Linked DNA regions of Mus musculus: regions 2, 3 and 4 are each linked to region 1. A link is a contact called in public promoter capture Hi-C data. All regions are on one chromosome and are shown on one strand. Each heading gives the region's core, a stretch centred on a gene start, on an enhancer-like site or on the middle of the called end of the contact. The rest is flanking DNA. Distances are from core to core; before and after follow the strand shown.

The links. Promoter capture Hi-C pulls out the DNA fragments that hold promoters and counts their contacts. Capture Hi-C pulls out chosen DNA fragments and counts their contacts.
Region 2: a promoter capture Hi-C map of pre-B cells shows a contact between it and region 1, with 4 times the contacts expected there. The contact joins the promoter of Kat6a here to the promoter of Nek3 in region 1. A contact is called at or near these places in 3 of 39 promoter capture datasets (embryonic stem cells, liver and pre-B cells), 1 of 484 Hi-C or Micro-C datasets (embryonic stem cells), 1 of 115 datasets of contacts at active chromatin or transcription factors (pancreatic cancer cells) and 2 of 9 other capture datasets (adipose tissue and liver).
Region 3: a contact with region 1 is called in a promoter capture Hi-C map of pancreatic islet. The contact joins the promoter of Ap3m2 here to the promoter of Nek3 in region 1. A contact is called at or near these places in 1 of 484 Hi-C or Micro-C datasets (CD4 T cells) and 2 of 9 other capture datasets (liver and pancreatic islet).
Region 4: a contact with region 1 is called in a promoter capture Hi-C map of pre-B cells. The contact joins the promoter of Ikbkb here to the promoter of Nek3 in region 1.

What each region holds. Positions count from the first base shown.
Region 1 is chr8:22,164,905-22,167,934 of GRCm38.p6, forward strand. It overlaps Nek3 (NIMA (never in mitosis gene a)-related expressed kinase 3), which reads right to left and starts at 1,531. Exons shown (of 16, transcript NM_011848.4): 1 at 1,474-1,531.
Region 2 is chr8:22,858,125-22,861,154 of GRCm38.p6, forward strand. It overlaps Kat6a (K(lysine) acetyltransferase 6A), which reads left to right and starts at 1,422. Exons shown (of 18, transcript NM_001081149.2): 1 at 1,422-1,508. It overlaps Gm46036 (a long non-coding RNA gene), which reads right to left and starts at 2,315. Exons shown (of 3, transcript XR_001778526.2): 1 at 2,130-2,315.
Region 3 is chr8:22,804,089-22,807,118 of GRCm38.p6, forward strand. It overlaps Ap3m2 (adaptor-related protein complex 3, mu 2 subunit), which reads right to left and starts at 1,566. Exons shown (of 9, transcript NM_029505.3): 1 at 1,488-1,566; 2 at 1-14.
Region 4 is chr8:22,704,981-22,708,010 of GRCm38.p6, forward strand. Ikbkb (inhibitor of kappaB kinase beta) reads right to left here and starts at 1,603. Exons shown (of 22, transcript NM_001159774.1): 1 at 1,490-1,603; 2 at 1,102-1,224. The coding sequence starts at 1,206.

The DNA.
Region 1 (3,030 bases), core at 281-2,780:
CTTAGGATTCAAAATGGATATTTAAACACAGTCTGACTCCCATGTCTCCCCCACAAAAGCAGCATGATTTTTAATACACTTTTTCTGGCACATAAGCTATATACACAAGAAGCAATTACACAAGAGACACAGTCTCAGGAAGACCCGAGGTAGCTGCTTGCCTAACATGTTAAAGACCCTGGACTACACGGGTGGGATAGAAGTTGTGGGAGACGCCTACACTTAGAACTCATACACTTTTTTCATCACAGGAAAAATACTGGCATGAATTACTTGATTTTTTTCCGTTCACAAAGCTAAATTGTTTTTATTTATTTATTTATTTAAACCACCCACAAGCTGTAAAATGTAGAGCACAAGATGTAGTACAAACATCGAAGATCAAACCCTGCTAGGACCTGCAAAGCTTCTAGTCCGTAGCTGGGGTTGGGTAGTCAACACCTGTAAGATTAGCACTTAAGAGGCAGAGGCAAGATGATCGCCATGGGTCTCAGGCCAGCCACTGTCTCAAAAACTAGCCAAACAAATAGACTGTGCCTTCCAGTTTGCTTTCCAGTCTATCACAGAGTTACCAGGAGACTATAGCAACAAATCCTCCATATAACCAAATCCAACGCCGTGTTTCCAGGAGTGAGGCATTTGAACACACCCAGACACAAGTAACAGACCTATGACACTCAGGAGGCAGAAGTTGGTGAATCACAGCCTGTAACCACTGCTAAGTCCAAAGTCAACTAATTCACACCATGGGTTTCAGGCCAGCCAGGGCTACAAATGGGGGCTGTCCCCCCACCGCTCCCCCCCCCCCCCAACCAATAAAAACCTAGAAGAAAACAACCAAGCCCTTCACACTGGTCTTCACAGGGGTCTTAAGTGGTCTCTGGTTTCAATTGCTTTTTTCCTGTTCCTGGTGCCTGAGGACTTTTACCTATGCTATCAAAATGACTGATGAGCAACCAGGCTTTCCTTGACTGAAAAATCAAGTTAGTATTTTTAATCTCCATGTGTTCGATAGCCAGTATTACACCCATAAACACAAGCCTTATTACACTAGGTGTGGCGAAAGCTGATGGGTTCCTTCCAGTGTTTATAAACAAATACGCCTTTAATAAAGATAAACCAATTGTTTAAAAGAGCCTAAAGTGATTTGCAAGTGCCCAGAAGCGGGGTCAGTTTAGACAGAGATCCCAGGACACACACCCTGGAGACCCACCAACCTTTCCCTACCAAAACACCCACCCTCCCGAAGCTGCTCCGCTTCAGCCGCACGAGCAGTCTCCGACGCGCATGCGCGCACCGAACTCAGCGACTGGGGCGCACAGCCTACGGGCTGAGTGATGCGCCCACATTTGGCCGTCGCCCCGCAGCGGGCGAGCGCCGACCGGCGGCTTAGGGGGCGGGGGGGGGGGGGGCAAGAGGCTCCACCCGCTCCTCTCTCCACCGCGGCCGACCCGTACAGCTCCCTTCACCCACCTCCCAGCGGCGTGCGTCGCTTCTCCGCTCCTTGCGAGGCCTGGGAAGTGGGCGGGGCGTGGGCGGGGCGTGCCCCTAGCTGTGGGCAGAGGAAACTGTTGAGGTCTGGCCCTAGGCGCTGTTCTCTGAGTAGCTGAGCCCCAAAGAGCTGTTTTAAAGCTGTTTTGCCACCTTGCGGTAGGATATTGCTAACGTTTTGAACCGGTGCCCCCAGTAATTTGAGTTATTGCTCCAGATTAGGCAGACAGACAACAAACATAAATTCCACAGGGACACTGCTAGCATTTACTGTATGACTTTGGAAAAAGTGAAAAACAAAATAATGCACCACCCCAAAATAATGCATCTCATTCTGAAATGTGTATTTCTTCCCGGAAATAGCAGAAAGTTATTAAGATTCTAGTTGTACCAGGACGTGGTAGGATGTCTGTAATCCCTGCATTCGGAAAGCTGAGGCAGGAGATCCAGAATTGGACGCCAACCTAGTTTACAGAGCAAGTTCCTGGTAGGCAAGTCAGGACTGTCTCAAGTGTTAACATTTAGGGGTGCAGAATAAAGGAACAAAAGGCAGGAATGAGACCAAAATCTGGCCTCAACTGACGAGACTGTTCACCCCACCCTCCCCTTCTCCCCTTCCCTACTGATCCCAGATGGAACTAATGTTTGTAGAAGAAATTCAAATCACAGGACAGCAGACCCAGACACCCCCAAGATGTTAGGCAGAGGGTCCAATGGCCAACCAGGCTACAGTCAAATGTACAGCAGGGAAGCAGGGAACTAGACCCTGAGGGGGCGGGAGGCAGGGTAGAAAGGGACACTGGAAACCTACAAGTCAATTGCTGGAATAGGTGGTTTATCAGGCAGTGTAAGTCATTAAGTAGCATTGAGAGAGGAGAGGAGAGGAATCTATCAGGGTTCCTCAGCTGCAGCACTGTCCACATTTGGGACTCTTGATTCTTTGCTGGGGCTGTTGTGTCTCGGGGCTCTCTCTGTCCACCAACTGATGCCGGTACTCACTATGCTGTCTCCCCATCTGTTTTATTTTTGGAGATAGTTTTCATTACGAAGGCTAGACCAGCCTGGAAAGCACAGGTCTGCCACCTCTGCTGGGATTACGTGTGTGAACCACTAGCTTGACAACCAAAAATGACTTGGTTTTGGAAATCCCTGGAGGGAAGGACAGACCCAGGTTCAATTCCCAGCTCCCTGTGGCAGCTTACAACTGTCAGTTTCTCCAAGGGGCCTCACACCTTCTTCTGGCTTCTGAGGGTACTGCACTCATGTGGTGCATAGATATACATGCACATAAAAATAAATAAATCTCAATGGGTGGGAATTAAACAAAAGAAAGAAGATACCGGGGGAAAAGTGGGTGTGGTACAGACCACCTGTGGTGGAGAACAGTCCAGCCGCAACATCCAAGGATGGAGTTACGGGCGAGCATGTAGTTCATCCACAGTTCATGCTTCGCAGACAGGAAGCTTTCCATCCCTAGACCTCACCAACACTCAGTTTGAATCTGAGTTATCCCTAAAGCTTATGTTTAGAATGCCTGGT
Region 2 (3,030 bases), core at 172-2,671, 690 kb after region 1:
AATGCTTATTCACTATAAGCGCTGTTTTGAGCCCTTGGCATCATGTTGGTTAGATGCTGGGATGCCAAATGGCACTGTCGAAGAACATTAACCTGGGAATATACTAAAAGCATTACGACTACACCTGAACTGTAAAGTGAATAAAGCACAAAACCAACAAAGTAATATCAAAGTTATGGCAGCGACTAGCAGGTGTTTTTTTCCTTTTTGGTAAAGCTATGATAAAATGAGGTGGCGGGGGGTTAACAGTCTAGGAAGGGGACATAAACCAAGTGCAAGGGTAGCAGCAATACAAGTCTCAAGCTGTTGAGCTTTAACGTCTTTCCAGGGAAGGGGTATGTGTGTGTGGGACTCAATCTCAAGAGTTTCTAGTGGACCAAAGACAAAGAAACAGGTAGCCAGTAGCGGAGAGGCTTGCCCTAGCCAAGAGTCTCTGCGGTTCAGCCATCAAACTGCACAGGGTAGGAAAAGAAGAGAAAGACCCAGGTTCCACAAGCAACCGTGCCATAATAGCTGTGTGACCTTGTCCAAGTCCTAGAAACCGAGCTCGGTGGGTGGTGTTTCTTATAAACATGTTTCCAAGGTTTAGTGACTTGCGGGCAGGGGGGTCAGTCAAGTGCCCTAGGTGGGCATCTTGTTGGCTGACAAGGAGTGTCCAACTTCGTGCCCTCTCCCCTTTCTAGCCAGACTATTCTTTGAACCACGGGGGGATGAGCAGCTGGAGTGCAGAGTGAGCAGAAAGGCGAAGGCAAAAGAAGGAACTCCTGCCACCCGCGTTCCCCCGCCCAGCCACGGAGCTCCCGAAGCCACTGTGTGTGTGTGTGTGTGTGTGTGTCCCCGACCCTGCAAGGCAGCCGCGGGTGCACGCCCCCGGGCGCTAACAAGGGCCTGGGAACCCGGGCGGACGCCGCGCGCCGGGAGCTCCGAGCTTCCTAGCTCCGAGGTTTCGGCGTCGCGCCGAAGCCGCCCCACCCAAGCGCCCGCCCGCCCGCCCGCCCGCCCGCCCGCCCGCTCCAAGTTTCCCGGGCTGTATAATCCGGGTGCACCTTCCGCCTGTGGCCTCGCCATTCTGCCCGATCGCTGCGCGTGAGAAAGGAGGAGGGGACGCCCCCAGCTGTTGGCCTCCAGCCCGGCCAACTCCCGCTTCCACCCGGGCTTCGGCCTTTTGTACCCGCCCCACGTGACCCGCCCAGCGGCTCCCTCCACCCCGCCCCCCGTGGCCCCGCCCTCCGGCCCTTCCCGGCGACGAGCCGGCTCTTCCAGCTACCGGCCGCCCCCCTCCCGCGCTCCTCCGCTCCCTCCCTCCCGCCCGCCCGCGCAGGCTGTTCCCGCTCCCTCCCCAGGCAGCCGTTCCCTCGCGACGCTCCCCTCCCCCCGCGGCTGTTCCGCCGCTTGGCCTCCCCTCCCCCCAGTCGGAGCTCACTGTCTCCAAGATGGCGGCCGTGTCAGTTTGGGGCATCTCCGCGGTCCGGCCCGGGCCCCCGGGATCCCGGCTGTCTTCCCCCCAGGTAAGGAGCCGAGGGGCCGCCCCCGGTCGCTCCCAGCTGCCGAGCCCGAGGCTAGGCCGCCCCGGAGTCTGCTTCGGCGCCTCGCGGGGACGGCGGGCCGCTTGCAGGCCCCGCCGCGGCCTGCGCCGCCTCCCCGCTGCTCTGCGCCAGGCCTCGGGCTGGGCGCCGCGGCCGCCCCCTCGCGTCCGACTCCGCGGCCCGGCCCGCGCCCGCCCTCCGGGCTCGCGCCGACGGGCCCGCCGCCGCCGCCGCCCTAGCTCCGCCGGCGGCCCACTCCGGGAGCCGGGGCTCCCTGGCGCCGAGCAGCCAGGCCGCGGAGCCTGGGGCTGCTGTGCGGGCTCGCCCGCTCTCCCTCGGGGGCGCGCCCGCCGTCCGTCCGCCCGCCCGCCCGCCGCTCCCGCCGCTCCCGGCGCCGGGCGGGCGCGCACTCCGGGCTGTGCGGAGTGCGCGGAGATCCGAGCGGGGTTGAGCGGTGCAGGGTGACAGCCTGGTGGGTGCAGTGGTCTGGAGCAGGCAGCACGTGTGGTGTTGTGTCTGTCGGACTGTCAGCCCCTAGCCGGGACGGGTGGCGGCGGGCTTGCCTGTCAAGAGCTCCGCGACTTTGGGCCGGACCTGCCCTACCTGTCAGGCTCCGTCACAGCCGGTGTCCCCCTTGCTGCTCTTCTGAGCCGACCCCTTGGAGCGAAGAGCTCGGAGGAGCTGGGGCTAGAGCTTACTATGCTCCTAACTCCACGTGATTTCATTGTTAACTTACTCTCCGGGCTGTGTTTCCATAGAATGGGACCGGCGAAGCGGTCCGCTGGCAAACTGCGGGGCTCTGCCGCTTCAAGTTTTTTTTAAAGTTCCTTGGGCTTTAAATCGAGGGCGCGCGCAGATGTGTTTTGGGTTGGGAGAGAGAGCGGGAAGGGCTTTGCGAGCCCGGCTGGTCTTTCTTTCTAGCTCGCGAGTGTACTTTCTGAGAGTTAGGGTTCAGATCTTCAGAGCGTTGGTTTGTGCAGACTCGCAGATTGGGGAAACTTCCGGCCGGAAAGACAATGTGTGACTGTCATTCATTCTTTTTCACCTGAAAACTCAGCCACATAGGGTGTTCCCACCTTCTTAGGTCTTAGTCCTGGTTACTTTAAAGTTAGTGTCTATATCAGAAACATCCCTTGGGTAATAATTCTGATGTTTGTCCTCGTAAAACCTCCACTAATATGAAGCACCCCTCCTGGGGAGGGGGGTACTTCTTTTAGTTAGCTAATTTTGAAATACATTTTGGCCCCGGGTGCTAATGCTTTTTTTCTTACTAGTACTATTTCATTCCTCATGTATTAGTCTCCCGTTTGCCTGCACACTGTTGGGAATAGTTGCTGAAGGGGTGCCCCCGCCCCTTTTTTGCTGTGTTTATATTGTACACGTGCTCCAAAACATGAGAAGTTCAAAGTTACACTTAGTTTTGGAGGAACAAGTTCAGAGGTAGTAGTATATTTGTTTTTGTTTTATTGACTAATGTACATTCTGAGATAGCAATCTCAAATTT
Region 3 (3,030 bases), core at 316-2,815, 640 kb after region 1:
GCTAGTTTTCAACCCTACAAACAAAAGAGACTGGACTCATTTTCACTGAATTAAAACAACCTTATTTTCCAGAGGTTCGAGGATCAGGCCCAAGTCCTCTTCCCATTGGTGCATTCAACTTTTTGATACTGCCAACACGACACTGTCATCCACAAAAACACCCTCAGGAAGCATACAAGTCACAAAACGAGATGGGAAAGCAAATGTCCCCATGACTTAAGGAAGTTTACCGTTTTGTGTTGGGCAACGTTCCTAGCTGTCCTGGGCCACATGTGGCCTGCAGGCCACCGGCCAGACATACCTGCTACTATTACATGAGCCCTAAGGATTCTTCCCTTGAATTCCCAATAATAACTAGCAGCCAATTTGTTTGTCTGTTGTAGATTTTCAGTTCTCTGTTATTATTGCCCGAGTTAGATCCACTTAAAACACTAGTTTCAGGCTTGTGAGATGGCTCAGCAGGTGAGGCTTGCTAACGATCCAAACAATGGGATTCAATTTCATTGGGACTCATAACATGAGAGAAGAGAAGTGACAACCTGTTGTTCACATGGGTGCACATAAATATACTTAATTTTCTTTTAAATCCGACTTTGCCAGGCACTTGGGAGCTAAGACAGGAGGATCACAAGTTTGAGACTAGCCTGGGTTACATAACATGATCCTGTCTCAAAAAAACAAACAAAACAAAACAAAACAAAAAAAATCTAGATGAAATAAACAAAGATGTTAGGCACTATTTAAATGGGTAGTGGGCATTTGAAAAGAGGCCGATAGTACTGACATATACTGTAAGATTAGAGACTGGACAGCTTCGGTTGGGAAAAAAGACTCAATTTTAAATATCTTACCACTTATTTAATACTGGTAATATGTTTGGGTCAAATGAAATATATTAAAATTTAACTTATCGTTAGCTTACCACGATTCCTATTCGAAACAGCATATGTGATGTGCTTTCTACTTCTCCTGAGCAGAGCCAGCCCCTGGAATCTTTGCCACTGTGATCTTTACTCATTCACTAAGGACCTATTCTCTGAATTATTTGTGCACAAAGCATTCCGCTGGATGCTTAAAAAAAAAATCTCTGGAGACACCCTAGTTTGTCTACAGTGACATCTCCAGGATGAGGCAGCTTTGCTGCACCCAGGGGTGGCCTAGAAGCGAACTGACTTGAGCTAGCACAACTGGTCACATTGCTAAGACCTGTTTTCCTAGTGCCCCAGGAGAGAGTCCAGATCGTCGGCTGCCAAGACAGCCATCGAGAGGTTGCAGCCCAGCAGCCTGCAAGCCTAGGGTATTGGAGGCCCTATGGGCCTTGGGGCTCCAGCCTGAAAACTGTCCAGAAGCAGGGACCCTGGTCCCAGAACTGTGCACCTGCGTTGCCATGGCAACGGCATTTGTAGCCCGGGACTCTTCCCGTACCTCTCTCCCAGGCGACGCCCAACGCAGCCCTTCCCATCCGCGCGCGCCCAGCCCAACCCTACCAGCTTCGACCAGGTCTCAGGCTCCGTTCCGGCTCCGCAGCGCAGTCGCGCTGCGCAGTGCTCCTTGCACGAAGGCTCCGCCCCCTCCTCACCGCTCTCACGTTGATTGGCCAGCCGCTCCCCGGCTGCCGCTCCTGCGCTCTGATTGATCGCCGTTCGCTTGCTAGGCTCTAGCATCCGATTGGTCTTTATTGAAGGTCCGGTAACCTTCAATTGGTGTAGCTCTGAGACTCCAAGCCCCGATTGGAGGATGAAGACAGTCGGTCATCCAGTCACAAAGGGCCTCCGGGGAGCTAGAAAGTGACCGGAAAGGTAAAATGATTCCCGGGATGCTTCTAATTTAATGCATCACAGATAACCAATCATAACTAACCTCCATTACACAGGTGCACTTAAAAAGCGACTGCTTGCCGGGCCTGTGGCGCAGGTCTTTAATCCCAGCACTCAGGAGACAAGCAGAAGTATCTCAGTGAGTTCGAGGCCAACCTTGTTGTCTACACAGGGAGTTCCAAGCCAGCGGGAAAGAACCGGGAAGAATAGAGGAAAGGAGGGGAGGGGAGAAGACAAGAGAGGAAAGGAAGGGAGAAAAGTAGAGACGTAGTGGGGAGGGGGGAGCAAGGCAGAGAAAGAGTGACAGACAGACAGATAAGACTGACTTCTCCTTCCAGACTCTCAGTTCCCAGATCCGATAATGAAGGTGTTGGGGCAGGTCTTTGAAACCACCTTAAATTTAAAGAGATCACAGGTTACTGTGACTCGGGAAAGTGTGAAGCAGAGATCCGATGGAAATTTTATCTTCAGTTAGATTAAAATGAGGCATTCGGTAAGATGAAGTGTGAAGGGGGTTGCAAAAACTGCTGGGCACACTGTAAGATGAAATGACAAACTGCGGTGATGACGGTCGTGCCAATCTAGATGAGTCTCCGAAAGGTCTCTGGCAGTACCTAAAAACAAGAGGCCCTACCTCAAATCAGATGGAAGGTGAGGAGTGATATTCTGACTCCTACAAGTGTTTCCATGCACAAATGCAAACGCGTACCTCATACATGCAAAAACGGGTGTGTGTGTGTGTGTGTGTTTATTTTCCCTTTCGTTTTGTTACTTGAGACAGTTTCGCTGAACAATTCTGGCTGGCCGGGAAGTCTCCAGATCGGGACAGCTTTGAACTGTTTCCCTCTGCCTCCCGCCTCCGGAGTGCTGGGATTAAAGGCTTGTGCTGCCCACCTGGTCGCTACTCACCCGGGGCCGGGCGCGCGCGGGGGAGGGGTGTGAGAAGAAATTTTAAAAATAATTTCAAAGCTTAAAAAAAAAAAAAAGAACGATTTGTGACATTGCCTCATACGTCCCGTTTGAAATTACAGAAGAAATAGTCATCAAATGAGAAGATTTCCGGAGGAAGAAAAGAGATTGGTCCAAAAAAAAAGAAGTTTTCAAATAACATACTTAGTTTCTAAGTAGTTATTTAGATAAAGATTACTCTCAGAAGCAAACCAAACCTCTGCTTTGCAAACATTTGTCTACTGTGTGCCAGACCCAGCTGCTT
Region 4 (3,030 bases), core at 353-2,852, 540 kb after region 1:
AGGGGGAAATTGTCTTCTGGGTTACAGATTTCTAACACATTCTCAGAAAAATCTCACAGGATGACAAAACCAGGCCAGTGGTAGGCTGGACCACAGTACTGCTTAGATGTGAGTATCCTTGGCGTTCTATTTAGACCTTAACCTAATTTTAGGATCATGGAGATGGACTTGGTGGGGGGGGATCTGTCTGTCCTTCTTCCTAATGTGACCTCAGTGAATGAATCCCTTGCTTTCCACTATTAATTTGCCTATTTTAATTGGCTTATTGAGGACTCAGCTTAGGGCACAGGCCATGACCCCCAAGTTTGATAGTCACACATCACGTCTGATACTCAAGTATCCTGAGGTTAGTAAGTACTCTTTAGCGGAAACATCACAAGTACTGTGTGCTCCTGAGGCACTGTGATGAACTCATTACCCAAATCGGATAAAATAAGTCTCCCACAGTAAACAGCCGAGCTAGAGAGAGTCCTGCCAAGAATCTCAGCGTACTTACTGCCAGCCCCCTCCCCCAAATTTTTTTTGGAAGAACACAAACTTTTAACATGAGCAACGCACATCAGACACATAAGGACTAAAATAATAGGAATAAAAATTAGATCCAAAAATGAAATCAGTCCACATCACTCAGCATTATATGGCGGCACATGGAAAAGAAAGAAAGAAAGAAAGAAAGAAAGAAAGAAAGAAAGAGAGAAAGAAAGAGAAGAGAAAAACCTTGGGGTTATCAACTACCTAAAATATTTTAAATAAAGTTATTTAAAATGTTTTTTATTGCTCTCATCTTTTTAACACTGCCTGTATTCTACAACATTTATCACAATGTAATGTATTACGTGCTAGTCTAAATATTAGTAGAAATATAATTTCAAAATACTTGGAATGACAGCTTACTCCCTCATGTGTCCTTCTAAGTGGCATGGTTATTAAGGTTTTTTAAAAAGAGTCAGTTTAGCAGCTCACAGATCCCCTTTGCAGTCCTTTTTCTTACGCTCCCATTGGACAACGCCAAGGTTAGGCAGGGATCCACCCATTCACACCGGGCCAGGTCAGAAGAGGCGCCAAGAAAGCTCACCCACCTTCCTGGTGCCAGAGCCCTACCTGATTGTGCCACCGGATGACGTTTCCAAATCCCCCGGTCCCCAGGCGTTCTTTCATTTCCCAGGCTCCACATGTCTGGGTTGGGAGGGACGGTGACCAGCTCATATCGATGCCCTGCTAACTCTAGAAGCAAGCAGGGAGAGAGGACAAGTTGAGAGTAAGAAGAACACTGGAGCTCAAGAAGCAACTGGGAGCAGCAGTGGCTGCTGCCCTGCAAGGGGAGGCTAGGACACCGGTGTAGTTAACAAATAAAAGTTGCGGCGGCCGGGCCCACCGGTGGGTCCGCTCAGCATCGGGCGCGGCGCAGCCACGGACCCCGGGGAGAGGCGGAGCGCACACCCGGGTGAGCCGGTCCACGCGCCGCGAGCCGCCCTCGCGTGGGACTCACCTGCCCCGGGGGCCGCGGGGCCGCCAGCGACACCCGCTGAGGACATGAAAACTCGGGGTCCCCACGCAGCCAGCCCAGCGCCACTTCCTCAAACACTTCCTGCCCTGACGTCACGGGTACTAGACGGCTCTTAAAGGGGACGCGCGAGCCACTGGCTCTCGGAGACGCAGCCACAGCCAGCCAAGGTGCTGGACCTGGCGGCGCAGGACCTGGCGGCTTGGAGAGCTCTTCTTCACCCTGGCACTTTTTAGGCTGAGCTTGATCCGACTGGCTAGGCAGTTAATAAGGGGAGAATCTGCCGAGCCCCGACTAGTGCTGACTTAGAGGCTGTCCTAAGAATTGCCTCCCTGTCCTCCCACCGCTCCTGGTTCAGTATTAAGAATAATCAACCATCCTGATGCTCCTCAGAAAGTAACACACCACCATCCCCCTCAAAGAGGAAGGGAGGAGAGGGAAGAGTACAGAGACAAAACAAAAAACTAGCACTGTCTATCAAAAATGGAGTTTGAGCACTGGGAGCATAAAGAAATTACTAGTTATTAGGTCAAGAGGCTGGGTATTGTCTTCTCCACCAGGACACCCCACACGCCTACCAGCATCCACCCCTGCCTCTAACAAGCCAGGTTCAGCCGCTCACCTCCCATAGCCTAATTCACGATACAATTACCAATGGAAAGGAGAAAAAGAGGTTTATTCAATGTGACTACATTGGGGAAAGACAGCGATCTAATCTCTCTCACCCATACCTCTGCCGATCCAAGTCTAATTTTGGGGTCCTGCCATGAGGTTTGGGTTTAAGTGGAAGGCAAGTGGTATACATAACTAAGTAGTCATGCTCAATATATGTTCTGGTCCACCATCGTTGTCTAGGCTCCAGTTTCTCCTATGATGTGGCGTTTGTCAGACGGTGTGAAATCTCTGCTCCTCTGAAGGTGGCACAGTGGCTCCAGGCTTCTGACATTTACTGGCTTTTTAGATCCGAACCCAGCAGCGGACAGCGACCAGCAAGGCTAACAAAGTCTCCCTGGATTGAAAGCCAAAGATCTTTGTGGGATAACCTGGGGACTCTAAGCGTTTGAACTCAAGAATAGAGCAAATAAAGAACTTCTCACTCTTTTATTATTAAAGCAAGCAAAACATGAGATGATGTTTACAGAGAGCTTAAGCAAATACAAGAACAGCAAGTGAAAAAACACTTGGTATTATGTCTTATCATCCTTGCACCTGTGGGAAAAAGCCAAGAATATTCCTCCCAGGACCCCACCCTTCCCACAGAGAGAACGTGGACATCCCAAGCCATACCCTTCATGTCGCCCCTTTTGAGAGCATCCACTTTTTATGGGGTTTGCAATTATTTCTAGAAGGCCACTTGTGGAAGAACATTCTGCACTCTGCCCCAACCACAGCTCACGGGACAGTCACAGCTTTCTTACACGGGTTCCCACGTGGCCTCAGATGATGTTCCTGGGGGAGATTACAGTTTCTCGGGGTCTGTTATGTCGGCAGTTTAAAAGTCAGAAAGAGGAGCTCAGGAGACTCTT